2 separate regions of the Mus musculus genome follow, and region 1 is linked to region 2. The links are chromatin contacts, called in public Hi-C maps. All regions are on one chromosome and are shown on one strand. The core of a region is the stretch at or near the end of the contact, and the rest is flanking DNA. Distances in the headings are between cores, read along the strand shown. Region 1 overlaps Pdgfc (platelet-derived growth factor, C polypeptide). Region 2 holds the start of Pdgfc (platelet-derived growth factor, C polypeptide).

Evidence for each region. A called contact is a pair of places that touch in the nucleus more often than the background predicts.
Region 1: a contact with region 2 is called in a Hi-C map of forebrain, with 3 times the contacts expected there. The contact joins the enhancer-like site here to the promoter of Pdgfc in region 2. A contact is called at or near these places in 9 of 39 promoter capture datasets (the 3T3-L1 cell line, 3T3-L1-derived adipocytes, the HPC-7 cell line and 4 more), 17 of 484 Hi-C or Micro-C datasets (3T3-L1-derived adipocytes, the AML12 cell line, the AtT-20 cell line and 11 more), 4 of 115 datasets of contacts at active chromatin or transcription factors (bone marrow-derived macrophages, embryonic fibroblasts and embryonic stem cells) and 4 of 9 other capture datasets (adipose tissue, embryonic stem cells, macrophages and 1 more).

The regions. Positions count from the first base shown.
Region 1 is chr3:81,147,818-81,151,255 of GRCm38.p6, forward strand. The region is part of intron 2 of Pdgfc (platelet-derived growth factor, C polypeptide); the gene reads left to right. Among named protein-coding and RNA genes, the nearest start is that of Pdgfc, 110 kb to the left of the region's middle. Within about 2 kb of position 2,139, at least 46 of the 459 cell types and tissues checked have an H3K27ac peak or open chromatin away from gene starts, as enhancers often do. A contact at or near this core is called in the AtT-20 cell line, cortical neurons, epiblast stem cells and 2 more, where this site is marked.
Region 2 is chr3:81,034,959-81,038,213 of GRCm38.p6, forward strand. It overlaps Pdgfc (platelet-derived growth factor, C polypeptide), which reads left to right and starts at 1,458. Exons shown (of 6, transcript NM_019971.3): 1 at 1,458-2,596. The coding sequence starts at 2,479.

The DNA of each region.
Region 1 (3,438 bases), core at 889-3,388, 110 kb after region 2:
GTGTGTGTGTGTGTTTGTGTATACCTGTGCACCCATACATTTATATACTATGTGTATGTATACAAGCATATCTATTTGATTGTATAAGATTTGAAATCTTTAGTAAAGTTTTTCCTTCCTTCTATCTGTTAAAATGATATTAGTTAGGCTCAGAAATATGACATTTTCTACTTTTATTGATGTTTTATTTTTATTCAAGGTACACAATTTCTAATATAAAGGACGCCTCTTAAGTTATTATTTACCTTCATTCTTTTTGTCTTTTTATGTGTATGTATGTAAGAATTTGTGTCTATGTGCACAGAATTACCATAAAATTTATTCTAGGTCACTAGTGTTTTATGAATATTCAATTCTATTCTTTTTTTATGTCCCTTCATTTATCTCCCTTACATTGTTTATGCTGTCTTTTTATTCTATTTTTTCTTTTTAATTAAAAAAGTATGCACCAATATCTTTTTAATTATTATCTCTAAAATACCTTTTAATTAAACAATATATAAAGGCAAATGTCTTAGTCAGGGTTTCTATTCCTGTACAAACATCATGACCAAGAAGCAAGTTGGTAAGGAAAGGGTTAGTTTATCTTACACTTCCACATTGCTGTTCATCACCAAAGGAATTCAGGACAAGAACTCACACAGGGCAGTAAGCAGGAGCTGATCCAGAGGCCATGGAGAGATGTTAATTACTGGCTTGCTTCCCCTGGCTTGCTCAGCTTGCTTTCTTTTAGAAACCAGGACTACCAGCCCAGGGATAGCACCACTCACAATGAGCTGGGACCTACCCCTCTTGATCACAAATTGAGAAAATGTCTTACAGCTGGATATCATGGAGGCAGTTCCTCACCTGAATCTCCTTTCTCTGTGATAACTCCATCTGTGTCAAGTTGACACAGAAAACCAGCCAGTACAGTAAGCTATATTTTCCTTCCTTCTACAATTCAAAGCATTCTGGAGTAACTGTGTCCTTTCTATGAGAATTGTTTCTAACATCCCTTGAGACTGAATAAGGCAGCAGGAAGATCCACGACTGTCTACAGTTTACTGGGAACTTGTTGGTTCCTGACCACAGAACAGCAGGTGCATCTCTGTGACTTGGAGTAGAAAGTAGGTCAAATACAGTGGTTAGGACAAAAGACACCTTAGTTGGAATAGTCCTGGGTCATCTGAAGCTCACATCAAAGGCTGCAGGTAAATTCTTGGGAGTCCATGTTAATAGAGTCCTGTTGCAATGCTGCATCCTGTGGTCTAAAGGCTTGTTTAATTATGTTGCCAGAAAAACCAACAAAGATTACACAGCAGTAGGCAGTCACAGACCCTATGACTCTAGATGACTGGTCATGTCTAAGTGAGTGCCTATGGTGATGGTTTTTCCCTTCTTGCTCTCAGGTGTCACTTAACGAGACTGCTTCTGACAAAGTACAGCTGAGTTGTTTAATGTGGTGGTTGAGAGGACCATCTGACAGCTTTGCTAGAGTTTAGGAGGAAGTTGTGCAAAACCAGATTGTATGCACTTGAATTAGGTTTCAAATGGTTCATTGTGGGGATATGGATGTGGGAACTGGATTTGTCCTGTGTTCGGTTGCTGTGGTAACACACCCTGCCAGAACAGCTTTATGAAGCAAGGGTTTATTTGGCTTACAACGTCAGGTTACAGCCCATCATTTTCAGTAAGCCAAGATAGGGACTTAAAACATGTCATTTCCCCAGTGCAAAGCAGAGAGAGAAATAAACACACTCCTATTAGTGTTCTGTTCACTGGCGATACTTATACACTCCAGGATTCTCTGCCTTGATAATGGTTGTAAACACAGCAGGCTCGGGTTTCACGTATCAATTAAAGTTTACTAATCAAGACCTGTCTCTAACAGACATGAACTCAGTCTCAGTCCTTCCAGACCGTCCCTCACTAATACTCTCTTCTTTGTAGACCATGCCAAGTTGACAATTAAAAGTCACTATTGCAGTTACATAAGGACCATGTAGCAGCATTGAACTGGTGACATAACGGACTGGCTCTGATTATTTTGTAAATGTCAACTGGTGCAGCTTTACAGGGAAACATTAGGCAAGTTCCTGGGATCAACAGTAACTTTGCCTGGGTACAAGGAGAGTCTGTGGGTGCCAGGGAAGGCAGCACTGTGGTCCTGGTGTGAGGATGTACACAGTGAGCAGGACTGGAGTAGTGGCTTCACTCAGTGAATGTGAATGTGAATGTGAATGTGAATGTGAATGTGAATGTGAATGTGAATGTGAATGTGAATGTGAATGTGAATGTGAATGTGGCCAGTGGGATAGGAATGGGGACAGATACACACACACACACACACACACACACACACACACACACTTCACTAATTACAGTCTCAAAAGCTGTCCCCTTCTGTTGCCCCTCCCAGAATCCCTTCCCAATTCCCTCCCCTTCTCCTCTGAGAGAATGGAGAGTGTAACTCCCCTCCCCCATGCCAAGTATTCCCCCACCCTGGCAAATTAAGTCTCTGCAGGGTTAGGGGCATCCTCTCCCACTGAGGTATGATGTAGCAGCCCTGTTAGAGAACTGATATCACAGTCAGGCAACAGCCTTAGGGACAGCTCCTCTCTCACTGGCACCAGGTGTTGGTGGACCTACATGGAGACTGAGTTGCTGGTCTGCTAAGTATTTTCTGAGGGCCTCTGCCCTGCCTGTGTGTGCTGTTTGGTTGACCTCAGTCTCTGAGAGGTCCCTGGGGTCCAGGTTAATTGGCTCTGTTGGTCTTCCTGTGGAATTCCTCCCCCCTGCAATGCTTTCAATCCTTTCAACTCTTCCATAAGAGTTCCCAACCTCCCTCCAATGTTTGGCTATGGGTATCTGCATGAGTTTCAGACAGCTGCCTCATAGAGCCTCTCAGAGGACAGTTATGCTAGGCTTCTGTCTGCAGGTATAACAAAGTATCATTAATAGTGTCAGGGACTGGTGCTTGCCCATGGCATGGGTCTCAATTTGGGACCCATTGGTTGTCCATCCCTCCAGTTTCTGTTTCATCTTTGTCCCTTCATTTCTTTTAGGCAGGACAAATTTTGGCTGAAAAATTTGTGGGTGGTTTAGTGTCCTTATCTTTCCATTGAGGGTCCAGCCTGGGCACAAGAGGTGGGCACTCCAGGTTCCATAGCCCCATTGTTAGGCATCTCAGGTAAGATCACCCTCAATGACTCCTTGTAATATGGTACACATATTAAAAGTGCATATGTATGAATCTGCCTGCCTTCCTGTAAACAGGAGATATTTTGTCAGTTTCTCTCTTTTCAACTCTTTCTGTCATGTTGCTTGTCTATCTATCTATCTACCTATCTATCATATATCTATCTATCCATTCATCCATCCTGTTCCTTAGCGCTACACACTCATATTTATTGTATCATTTACGGACCCTGCTCCTTCATTGTCTTTGATGTTACA
Region 2 (3,255 bases), core at 208-2,707:
TACAAAACCTTGATCAGAAAACTAAGTAAATGACAAAAACTGGACCTTAATGGATTGGATTGCAAACAGATCTACCGAGAAAGCATGCCTTTTGGTGTCTCATTTTGATTAAAATTGGGAACTCTCCTTTGCATATTCAGGAATGTACAGAACACTTTTGGAATACACGTATGTCACAATGGAATGGCACTGAAGATGATGCACTGCTAACTTGAATAAAGTAACAAGGCTTGTACCATTAACATCCATACACTTAAAGTCTAAGCAAGAGACTTTCTATCCAACACTGTAAAGGTGGAAATCCCACAGATAAGAATGAATGAATGGAACAGGTTTGTAAGGATTTCACAGGAGAACAGCATCTTTCTTTATTTGGTCCCGGGGACTTCCTGGATGCCAAGCAGGAGTTATAATGAACAACCTGTCAAGTACTCATTTGAAGGAAGAGAGAAGAGGACAGAGACCTGGCTAGAACAGGGTTGTTTGGTAGGCCCCAGTGGTGTCCAAGAACAAAGGAAAAGATTAACATTTTATCGTTTGGACTGGTCCCATCTTTTATTTCTGTCTCCAGGTCATGCCCGGTTTCAGGATTATGTTTACCTTGGTTCTATGGTTGGATTGCATGCCCTGACTGATTCAACTAAGTACTTGGTGATACATCTGTCTGACTGCACACCAAGGCATTTGCTTGCTCTAATGTTATTTTTATTTTCCTTATTTTCATTTTCTTTTTTTATTACCCCTCCATCCAAAGATGCATCTTTTGTTTAGATTTCAAACCCTACTGTGCCTTCAACGCTTTCACGAGGATTTTCTGATAAGGAAAGCATATTGGAATCCTATCAGAGACACATGTATTGCACATGGAACCACCCTAGGCCCTACTAACATGTTTTTCTCATTCTAGATAACCCCATAGGAACTTTAGTCTCAGCACGAAGCACTTCGTGCATAAAGGCAACCAGTTCAAACATTAGGGGCTCCAGGACAGCCTATGTGTAAATTGCCACACTATGTCCCCAGACACTCTAGGAGCTAGATTTCATTATCATGCAGCACCCAGCTGCAAAGGACAGGGACTCTTTCTTCTGCTCAGTGGTACCCTCCAACCCCAGTTCCTCTCCAAACAGGGTTCATGTGGATACAGTGGTGCATGGCTTCAATTCATGTTACAACTCTGACTTTATCTTTACTTTTGATTTATTCATTCTCCTTCAGACAGAGCCATTCTGGAAGCATCTTGAGTTCAACTTCCCTCCTTCAGTGCAGAACTCTGGCCACGAGTCCTGACAAAGCGCTTTGGGAGTGGGGATCCCCTTAGGAATGAAAGACAAGTTACAGCCAGGGAGAGCCAGAAGAGAAGGAGTGGCTGTCCTCTCCTACTTTTTTTTCCCTCTCTCTTTCTCTGAGTTTGCAGCACCCTTGAACAGCCCGCAGACTCCTTATTTGGGGTTAGGGGCGCCCAGGGGAAAGGAAGCTGGGGGCCGCCTGGCGGCATTCCTCGCCGCAGTGTGGGCTCCGTCTGCCGCGGGGCCCGCAGTGCCCCCTGTCTGCGCCAGCACCTGTTGGCCCGCCAGCTGGCCGCCCGCGCCCCCCGCGCCCCCCGCGCCCGCCCGGCCGCCAGCCCCGCGCCCCGCGCGCCGCCCGCTGGGGGAAAGTGGAGACGGGGAGGGGACAAGAGCGATCCTCCAGGCCAGCCAGGCCTTCCCTTAGCCGCCCGTGCTTAGCCGCCACCTCTCCTCAGCCCTGCGTCCTGCCCTGCCTTAGGGCAGGCATCCGAGCGCTCGCGACTCCGAGCCGCCCAAGCTCTCCCGGCTTCCCGCAGCACTTCGCCGGTACCCGAGGGAACTTCGGTGGCCACCGACTGCAGCAAGGAGGAGGCTCCGCGGTGGATCCGGGCCAGTCCCGAGTCGTCCCCGCGGCCTCTCTGCCCGCCCGGGACCCGCGCGGCACTCGCAGGGCACGGTCCCCTCCCCCCAGGTGGGGGTGGGGCGCCGCCTGCCGCCCCGATCAGCAGCTTTGTCATTGATCCCAAGGTGCTCGCCTCGCTGCCGACCTGGCTTCCAGTCTGGCTTGGCGGGACCCCGAGTCCTCGCCTGTGTCCTGTCCCCCAAACTGACAGGTGCTCCCTGCGAGTCGCCACGACTCATCGCCGCTCCCCCGCGTCCCCACCCCTTCTTTCCTCCCTCGCCTACCCCCACCCCCCGCACTTCGGCACAGCTCAGGATTTGTTTAAACCTTGGGAAACTGGTTCAGGTCCAGGTTTTGCTTTGATCCTTTTCAAAAACTGGAGACACAGAAGAGGGCTCTAGGAAAAACTTTTGGATGGGATTATGTGGAAACTACCCTGCGATTCTCTGCTGCCAGAGCCGGCCAGGCGCTTCCACCGCAGCGCAGCCTTTCCCCGGCTGGGCTGAGCCTTGGAGTCGTCGCTTCCCCAGTGCCCGCCGCGAGTGAGCCCTCGCCCCAGTCAGCCAAATGCTCCTCCTCGGCCTCCTCCTGCTGACATCTGCCCTGGCCGGCCAAAGAACGGGGACTCGGGCTGAGTCCAACCTGAGCAGCAAGTTGCAGCTCTCCAGCGACAAGGAACAGAACGGTGAGTATCGCCCCCTCCTCCCCCTTCCCGCGTCTCGCTGTGCGTTCGGGTTGGCATTGTGCGGTGGCATGTGGGGTCCTCCAGTCGTGGAGCTGATGGTCGGGTCTCTGGCGCTGCAGATGGGAGTTTCCTGAGTCCGCGTGCACTTTCTGGGGTGGGGGCAGATTTCGGCAGTTTGCAACTTCCGAAGCTCACTGAGTAGAGGGAGCGGGAAGTGCCCCGCAACCTCAGAGTGGAGAGGACGCATGGGCTATGGAAAGGATTGGAAAAGTCAACTGTGACCACATTGCTAGGTGGCATATGGCCAGAGTTACAAGTAAAAGAACTGCCTTTAAGAAGAAATCCCAAAATGAATGAGTCGTGGCAAGTTTGACTTTAAGCAGGTATGGGGGGGGGTGTTAAGAATGGAGAATTCAGGAAAGGTATTAAATTCCTTAATCGAAACACTGTATTATGGGAAGGCAGGCACCAATAAAGAATTAGGTGAGAAATACAGAGGTCAAGAGGCCACTTGGACATTTTCAAAGGAATTGGTTATGGTTTTTCTCTTGAACTTTTTTTTTTTTTTTAAAACGTGCCTTTGTGCCCCGAAACCCTCACCTTTTGGTGGTGTATTTTTTTGTATGTTCATGAATGACTATTTTGTGTGTGTTGGAAGC